Regions from separate parts of the Zea mays genome. Here all the other regions are linked to region 3. Evidence: chromatin contacts called from public Hi-C data. All regions are on one chromosome and are shown on one strand. Each heading gives the region's core, a stretch centred on a gene start, on an enhancer-like site or on the middle of the called end of the contact. The rest is flanking DNA. Distances are from core to core; before and after follow the strand shown.

The links. A called contact is a pair of places that touch in the nucleus more often than the background predicts.
Region 1: a contact with region 3 is called in a Hi-C map of leaf, with 4 times the contacts expected there. The contact joins two enhancer-like sites. A contact is called at or near these places in 2 of 25 Hi-C or Micro-C datasets (ear and leaf).
Region 2: a contact with region 3 is called in a Hi-C map of ear, with 1.6 times the contacts expected there. The contact joins the promoter of LOC100275501 here to the enhancer-like site in region 3. A contact is called at or near these places in 2 of 25 Hi-C or Micro-C datasets (ear and leaf).

The regions. Positions count from the first base shown.
Region 1 is chr5:98,748,770-98,751,634 of Zm-B73-REFERENCE-NAM-5.0, reverse strand. No RefSeq gene overlaps it. Among protein-coding and RNA genes, the nearest start is that of LOC103628355, 14 kb to the left of the region's middle. Within about 2 kb of position 1,439, at least 17 of the 20 cell types and tissues checked have an H3K27ac peak or open chromatin away from gene starts, as enhancers often do. A contact at or near this core is called in ear and leaf, where this site is marked.
Region 2 is chr5:99,422,746-99,425,744 of Zm-B73-REFERENCE-NAM-5.0, reverse strand. It overlaps LOC100275501, which reads left to right and starts at 1,394. Exons shown (of 2, transcript NR_175981.1): 1 at 1,394-2,689; 2 at 2,792-2,999. It overlaps LOC100276302, which reads right to left and starts at 1,199. Exons shown (of 5, transcript NM_001150125.3): 1 at 1,031-1,199; 2 at 837-889; 3 at 105-293; 4 at 1-9. The coding sequence starts at 1,084.
Region 3 is chr5:99,050,710-99,053,755 of Zm-B73-REFERENCE-NAM-5.0, reverse strand. No RefSeq gene overlaps it. Among protein-coding and RNA genes, the nearest start is that of LOC100282372, 51 kb to the right of the region's middle. Within about 2 kb of position 1,310, at least 19 of the 20 cell types and tissues checked have an H3K27ac peak or open chromatin away from gene starts, as enhancers often do. A contact at or near this core is called in ear and leaf, where this site is marked.

The DNA of each region.
Region 1 (2,865 bases), core at 190-2,689, 300 kb after region 3:
GTCCCAAAGATCACACTAATGCCTCCCCAGATAATTTCCTTAGATTGACTATGGAATGTCTCTCGGTCGATGAGCAACAATGGTTTGAAGACCTCATGAAGCAATTGGATGATGATGTGCTACGACAATGTGCATGGGTGCACGAAGAAGCGAAGTTCTGGTCACACCTCACTCTAGATCGACACCAGAGAATTATCAAGAAAGGGGAGATCAAGCTCGACTTCCTTGTACCTTCACTCCAAAATAGCAATGTAAGTAATTCTACTGATAATCAATCTATTAAGCATTATGTAGATCAACAAAGGGATCAGTTAGAGCAGTTTCTGGGAGGGGTAGAACACTTACTCAAGAAACTCACAGGTGCGCTCGAAAAATCTACTATACCTAGTTTTCCATCTCACGAGGTCGCATCGGCAACAAATGGGCCTCCACAATCCTAGCAATTATATGGTATGCCAATAAACTTATTTCTAGGGAAGCTGCTACCCTTACAACTCCTATGTAACATGCTAGCATCCCTATGCACGCTCGAGCCATCCGAGTATAATCTCGGACAGTTTGGCCCCAGACTGGACTCTTGATAACTCGTTGTGGACCTACCACGGACTGTTCGGGGTACAACACTCAGATTGGTACAATATGCACAACACGCAACCAGGCTCTATACCACAACATCTCCTCCCTCCTCCACCTTCGGCCCACCAAAACCAAAGCATTCCCGCATCTAGAACTGAGTACCGCCCAACTCATAGGGAGTTAGAGGGGTTCGCTTCGCCACACATAGATTATCCTCATGTAGACAACATGCATAACACTACCTAGTCACATGAGCCTCATGTCTCAGAATCCAGTCCTTTACCACCAGCTATCATGGATAAAATTAAGGAAGCAATAGTCGAATTATTCTGAGACATGCTAGGAATCAGTATAGGTGTACATGGAGCCCGAGCCCGTAGACCTGACCCGAGGCCCGTATTTTGAACCGGTCCATGCCCAGCCCAACACGTTTGGTGATGGACCCGGGCTAGCTGTAACACCTAAAATCTAATGAAGTAAGAGTGTGGGTTATTATTTACATGTGATGGTGTTTTCTCATTGATTTAGCCTACATAATCCTCATGTTCAAGAGATTAACTTAATAACCTATACATAAAATAAATTTGTGCATACATGTTGGATCTTTGATTGGTGCATTTAATTTGAAATTTGGAGCTTAGACATGGGTTTGAATTTGGAATTTACAGATTTAAATTGAAAATATAAAATAAAAATAAAAATGAAGAAAAGAAAAAAGGAAAATAACTACAAGTGCTTCGTGGGTCGGGATCTACCCCGACAGCCCACCTTTCCAGCCACTTGCATCCGACGCCTACAGAAGGGCCCCATCAGGTAGTCTCTCAGTGCACAGTACGCCATCGCCATGACACTGGCAGGAGGGCCCGTTAAAGCAAATGCTACCCCATGCTTCAGCACTCCGGACCCACACGCCATGTCACCAGTCATTGACAACGTAGGGCCCGTACACCAGGTCCTTTCGCATGCGCGTGTTCCTGTGCCCTCGCCGCCAAGCGGGTCACACATACCAGCATCGCCCCATTCGCGAGCTCATCGCAACCGCTTTACCAAGATTTCCAAGGGTTGTTACGCCAACCCTATGCCAGCTGATTGTGTGCCGCGGAGTATATATGCATACGCTGCGCCCCTTGACCACTAGTTGAGCCTAGGATCCTAGGCGTTTTTGGGCCAAAGCGATAACACTGCTTGCCATGTGTCAAATCGCATCTTTCTTCATGCTTTCTTGAACAAAACTTCTTGTGAGTTCCGGTTTGGACGGCCACCTAAGGTTAGTCATTTCAGGGTGTTTTGCTATAGATGCTTTGCGCTGAAACAAGGTAATTTGGACAAATTTGAGTCTCGGTCTTCTGATGAGGTTTTCCTTAGTTATGCATTACATTCTTGTGCTTATCATGTTCTTAACCTGGAGACTAACCACATTATGGAGATTTATGAGATAACATTCGATGAGACTGCACACTTGTCACACCCGAATTTAAGGGCAAATTCAAGCGCGTGTCAAATATGTGCTAGGATCAAGTCTCACACATATGATGACTCATGATACAGAAATCAATGTCACATCTTTATTATATAATAGAGGTTCTATATACAATAACTAAATAAATATATTATATGACGACAACGATGCTCCGCAACCATAGTTGACTGGGAGACAACTGTAACATCTGAAATCCTATTTTGGGATTTATATATTATTTCTACAAAAGATTAAAGATTAACATGTCTTCTAAAATGAGTTCCTCGTTTTTATTTTATTTATCTTCTCCTAATGGGTGATGGGAATACTAAAAGGTTGTCAGAGATATAAATCCTAAAATTTTTAAAACTAGAATTTTAATTGAAATCCAGAAAAGAATCCTCAAGTTCTTTGATTTTATCCTCTAAACCCTTTACAATAGCTTCGTTCTTCCTATCTTCATCATCTTGTTGCATCTTCAGAGCTTTGCTTAGTAACAAACTCTGGAAAAAACAAACTTAAAAATAGAATACTTAAGCTAATACAAACATATCACTGATAACTTGTAAAAAGGTTCTTACTTTAAAATTAGAATAAAACATGATGCCTATGATATGCTGACGCCTATAGCAGTTGATGTCCTTCTCGAGCTTCGGTAATCCAATACTCTTAGACAGGGTACTTATAATTTTAGCACCAGCACGGTCGCAGATGCATCCCACGATTTCTTCGTCGATCCCGCCAAAGAGCATTGACCCTGGCTGGTAACCACAGGAGATTGCAAATTCTTTCAACTCCAATTTGTCCTCTTCAGAGAGTTGTTGGCTGCC
Region 2 (2,999 bases), core at 145-2,644, 370 kb before region 3:
AAGGTTTGCCTGATAATGTGAGATGAAGACCAAATAACCCATGAAGTCCAAGCTAAAAACAAAGATTTTAACAAAACTTGGTAGAGCAAGAGACGTGCTCATACTTCTCACGAGCTGCTAGAATTTCAATTACACTAGTGGGGAGCATGCCAGGCATAGTATTTGTCTCCTCATGCTCCTCACTTTTTTTAGTATCTTCATCTTCTACTTCCTTTGGCGCCTTCTTATCTGGTTTAGAGGATGTTCTTCGTTGGGCCCAACGTTTCCTCCGTTCCTTTCCTTCCCGTGTTACTCTGCAAAGACATCCCACATGGCCATATGGCATTATTATCTGTGCGATACAAAAATCAGATAACAAACAAGTTATAGCACACTGATGGCCTCAAGAAAGCAAGATTCAAATTGGTAATCCATGAGTTACACAAAAAAAAGAGTTAAACCCACAAATCCATAACAGATATACCATTGGACTGGATGGCCACAGAACCACACCACGAGTCATACACAAAACTATATAAACATCTAAAACAAAGAAAGTGTAGAAGTTAAAAGACCTACATTTTGGGCACAAACATTACAAACAAACATGTACAAGGAGATAGTTTTTACTGATTATTGAGCATCTCAGAGTCATTTGGTTATGGTCCAAAAGAAAATTTGTAACGGCACTTGCATCTACTACAACAAAGAGAGCGAATAAGTGAGTTACAGCAGGGAATAAGGAATCTAGCATAGTGAACGAAGACAAACAGAAAAAAGAACAGATCAAAGTAGCACATTTTTGCGGCAGAATGTCCATCCAGTAATCAACTGTAAAGTAAGCATAAGAAACACACCTGAGAACACTGTCTTTCTCGACTTTACTGGTCTCTTCGTGCTTCGCAACACCCTAAAGACAATAACAAGGCAAATCACTCAGTATTTTCTACATATCTCAGCACGGAGTATGAGGCATGAAGAAGAAACAGGATGACCATCGTGATCTACTCTCGCGTAGCGTCGGGTCCTAGAGGGGAGAGGACTAACGCACCTGCACAGCAGTGAGCTCCTCGGGAGCGCCGTCGGAATCGCTTCCGCTGTCCATTTGAGGCGGCTCCTGTCCGTTTCCCCTCTTTATTTTCACCGGATGAGAGCGCCGGGACCTTCCGCTGGCTGTACCAGCCGCCGCCACCGGGAGGGTTTTAATCGTTTGCGGACACACAGAGGCAGAGAGGGGGCCGAAGCCTAGCTGGGTATATGTTGGGCTTTGCTAATTTTGTCGGCTCAACACACGCGGATTTGGGCCTGTTGGGCCTATTCTGTATGCGGCTCGACTGAACAACCTTCGGCCTTTGACACGCAGTGGAAGAGAGGAGACTGGAGACCTAGCTGGATAACCCAACTTTTTCCACCCGCCGGAACACTGGTAACCCTCACGCCGGCGCAGCCGCAGCCGAGGCGCCATGAACAACCTCCGGAAGCGCATGATCTCCCTTCTCCTCCGGGCACCTGGATCACCATACGTCCCTTGCCCCCACTTCTTCCCGCTCTTCTATCCCCACCGCCTCCTCTCCGCCACCAAATGCGTCGCTACAAAACCATTCGCCGTCGAGGACTACCTCGTCGCCACATGCGGCCTCACCCAAGCACAGGCCCTCAAGGCGTCGAAGCATGTCTCCCATCTGAAGGATCCCTCGAAAGCCGACGCGGTCGTCGCCTTCCTCTCCAACCTCGGCCTGTCCAGCGCCGAGATCACCGACGTCGTGACCAGGGACCCCAAAGTCCTCTGCTCCGACGTGGAGAGATCCCTCACCGCTCGCGTCGCCGAGCTCACCGACCTCGGGTTTTCACGTCCGGAGATCGTCCGCCTTCTCATCGTTGGCATGAACCACTTCCGCCATAGCTCGCTTCGCCTCAATCTTGAGTTTTGGATCTCGGTCTTTGGCTCTCTCGACGAGCTCATTCGGGCGCTCAGAATTAACGCCGCTCTCCTCAGCACAAGGATTGAGGAGGTCTGCAAGCCCAACTTGGAGCTCCTTCAAGAGTGTGGTATAAATGTTTCTGATATCTCCAACAGCTTCATGTCCCGTGTGCTCACCAGGGACCCTAAGAGCCTGCAGGAAGCTTTGGCTCGCCTTCATGAGTTCAGAATCCAGCCGGGCTCTCAACCTTTCTTCCGTGGGCTTTATACATTTGCAATCCTTGGCAGCGGGAAGATAACCAAGAGCATTCAGCTGTTTGAGAAGCTTGGATGGTCAAAGGACCATATAGTATCAGCGGTGAAGAGAGACCCGACTATATTGGGTTTCACCGAGGAGAGGGTTCGAAGAAACATGGAATTCTTGATCAGGGTTGTCGGATTGGAGGTACCATACATCGCACGAAGGCCAGCGCTGATAAATTATAGTATTGACCGTCGGTTGTTGCCACGGAATTGCTTGATCAATTTTCTCAGGGCAAAGGGGTTGTTCAATGACGAGGCTAGTTTCCTTTCTGTCGCCGCTATAGGCGATGAGAAATTTCGGCGCCGATACGTGCATCCTTACGAGGAGGATTTTCCAGGCCTTGCTGCTGCTTTTGCTTCTAGCTGTGCTGGAGAACACCAATGGGAACGGCTATATAAGATGACAGGCGAAAATAAAGAAAGCTGACAATTGTTCTGGAAAGTACAATCAGGAACCTGCTGCAAGCCTTGTTTTTCATCACCATGGTCAGTCGTTTTGAAATCTAATTTTCTAGCATTTTGCTGCTGGCTACTGGCTTAGGTGTTATTAAATGTTTGATTAGTGGTATGGTATATTTCTTTCACTAGGTTCTATCTTGCTGCCTCCCTTCTGAGAAAGAGCTTCTCATGTGATGGCATCGTTACAAGTTTATTTATTAACTTGCAAGGATTATCTCAAGTTTTAGCCCAACTTTATTCCTGTGCTTCAGGAAGATTATTACGTTGGTGGTCTACTTCCCACCATGTTTTTTGTACCACAATCTATGAGCTCTCGAACACCAGGAACGGGTTTTTT
Region 3 (3,046 bases), core at 61-2,560:
ATCATTATTCGTATTTAGTTTTGTACCATTACCGTTATTATCTTCTATGATCTCTAACCTATCAAAATAATTATAAAAAATCATAATTTATTTTTCTAGGCTAAATTATGCTATTAGCTACTAACCAACAAAATTTGAACTGAAAACTCAGTTTATACATAAAAAATAAAAAGACAATATTTGTTAAGCGGTAACTAAACCAATTCAAAGGAGCATCGAGATAAAATAAACTAAAAAACTTTAAGGGATTATGTGAACTTTGTCCATAGGTGGAGGAAGTACTTTAGACTTTTCCTAAATAATATTATATCCTTATCGTGTTTTTAGTTTAAAAATGAATTAGTCGGTGACAAATATTTAAGAATAAAAGTAGTATAATTTATAATAATAAAGCAACACTTACATGATGATATTAGATTAGATTTATTAAAACCTCAACATGTTTCCTTCGTCCTTGACACTTGCCCGGTACAGCGGATCGTGCGTGCTGAGTGCCAACACATCGCCCTTGGGAGGTCGGACCCGAAGTTTTTATCCAAACAAGATCTACAAGCTCTGAGTGTAGCCCCTCCGTGCATACACACGCGCACAGTCCCACTCATGCCTCGATCGCTCCAGCGGTGCCTCTCCTCCGCCGGAGCCTAGCCAAGCCAGCTGCCACCAGCCCCTGCTCGCTCTCCCTCCTATGTCCGGTGCCTCGGCTAGGACTGATGAGTGGAGCGACGGAGATGGGTTCGTGTGGGGACGAGCAGAGGCACGACTGATGAGTGGAGCGACGGAGATGGGCATGGGGGATGAAAGCCTGACCGCCGCGACCACCTCACCCCCTCCATCGATCACCCGTAGTCCAAGCCAACAGCATCGCCCCATGCGCCAAAGCTCACTATTGGGGGAGAGAGAGAGAGAGGGTGTGCGCGGATTAGGCCGCACGCAGGGAGCGGGCTGAGGGCGTCCTTGGCTCCATTTGGGGGCCCTCGGGTCATCAGCAAGGAGTACCGCATGTCGTCGTGGGATTAGCGTGGGAGAAGGACCGGTTGGAGCCGCAAATGCCTTCGCCGTCAATCCACTTCGCCGCCAAGTCGCTGCCTACCGTGGGCGGAGCTCCATTCGTCATTGTGCACGGTAAGGCAGCCTCCATCGAATTCACCGTTGCCCCCTCTCAATAAGCCCAATGGGGTCGGGTTGGTGCCCTGTGTGCTGGGATTGGGTGCGCGCCAGCGATCCCTCGTCGCGTGCTGAACTGCGCCACCATCTGGGAGGTCGGCGTGGTGAGGGGAGCACGCCCGACCGTTGATTCGGTTATGGGTGGTCTAGATTAAAATGGAATATCGATTCGTATGAGTTGATCACGACCATAGATCCGTATATGTACGATATGGATTAGATCGCGAAGTTTTAAAATCTAGGCCGTCGGATTTTGATCTGAGGGCTCTGCTCGCATACCGGTTCGTGAGGTGCTGGATCTAATCTAAACTGATGAATCGCGATCAGGTGACTGAGAAACAAACGTACTCCTTCATAATGCACATTTTTCTTAAGAGCCCCGCATTTTATGAATATAAACCTGTCGTCCCACACAGTTCAAAGAATAGTACATATAGGTCCTATTTTTAGCACATGAGTTCCCAAGCTTCTATAGAATAGGACCTGCAGTACAGAGTGCATTGAAAATATAAAATTAAAACCGAAAATCAAATCTTAGCATAAGAATAATTTCATAAACTTAAATAAATCATAACTTATCCATTTTTAATCTGAATTGATCTGTTCCAGTTGCGTTAGCTCCGTATTAAAATTTCCTACACATTAAACAACATTATTTTGTCATGTTTTTAGAGATAATTAAATGATAAGTTTAACCTATGCTCATTAGATTTGCTTTTATAATTAAAAGTAAATACAATGCTCTTCACCCATAATTAGGCGTTGACTAAAAGATGATCTCTAACCAAGTTGTAACTTAGCTGAAAGTGGAGTTATCTATTTCTTTGTAATCTCGTGTCACATGAATTATATTAAATGACATAGAATATATATTATCACTAATTAATTACCTAAAGCTTCAGAAAATCATATCTTTATAACCGTAACTCCGATTTTAGTGCTTCTGGAATCTACGATCTCGTTGCAACATGTAGAACATTATTATGCATTGTGTTCTCATGTTTGGTGTGAAGTTAATTTCTTCTATTAAATGTTTGTTTGTATTGTTGCGAGTAGACAAGCAAGTGACCGAGGAGCCCGGAGCATAGCCGGTTGAAGAGGCTGAGCAGGAGCTCGCTGAAGGCAAGTTATGCCCTTGACCACTCTTCTTTACCTAATAATGTTCATGTTAATCATAGTGACATGTTTAGGTTAATTTGATAGGACCTAATAAGATACCCTAGTTTTGCTTACCCCACACCTTGCATGCAAATTAATTATTGGGTAGTTTGGCTATGCTCTACCTTGTTTTGGGAAGTAATACTATATGACATATGATCATGCTTTATTATTACTGATGGATTATTTATGGTTCATGATAAGATTAATGTGTTAACTGGAACATAGAGAATCATCCGAGAAAACAGTGCTACCACAAGGGTGGAACAGGACACCCTTGGCAAAGTAATTAGGAAAGCTAGGGAGAGATTACCTTAACCGAAAGAGGCAAACAGGGAGCGCGTCACTGCAGAGTATAGGAAGGTCCTCTGTCACACCCTGTTTTGGAAGGCAAACCGAATGCGAACCATGTACGTGTCAGGATCAGAAACTCACGTACACAGCGATTGCATAGTTGGACATCATCACACATTGCTCAAAATAAAAAGCAGAAAATGTACTTTGTTACATCAAGATGTCCACGACATCCACAGAGTCATTAACATAACATAGTCATTAACATAATCAAAGTGCAAAATACGAAATGTAGTAGATAAGGCCTTTAGAAGCAGCTGACTGGGGGTTTGCCACTAACATAACTAGAACTCATCGTAGTCCTGGAACTCCTCAAAGTCCTCCATGTTGCCTGCATCTAGGGCTGGACGAAATACCCGTGGCTCGATAA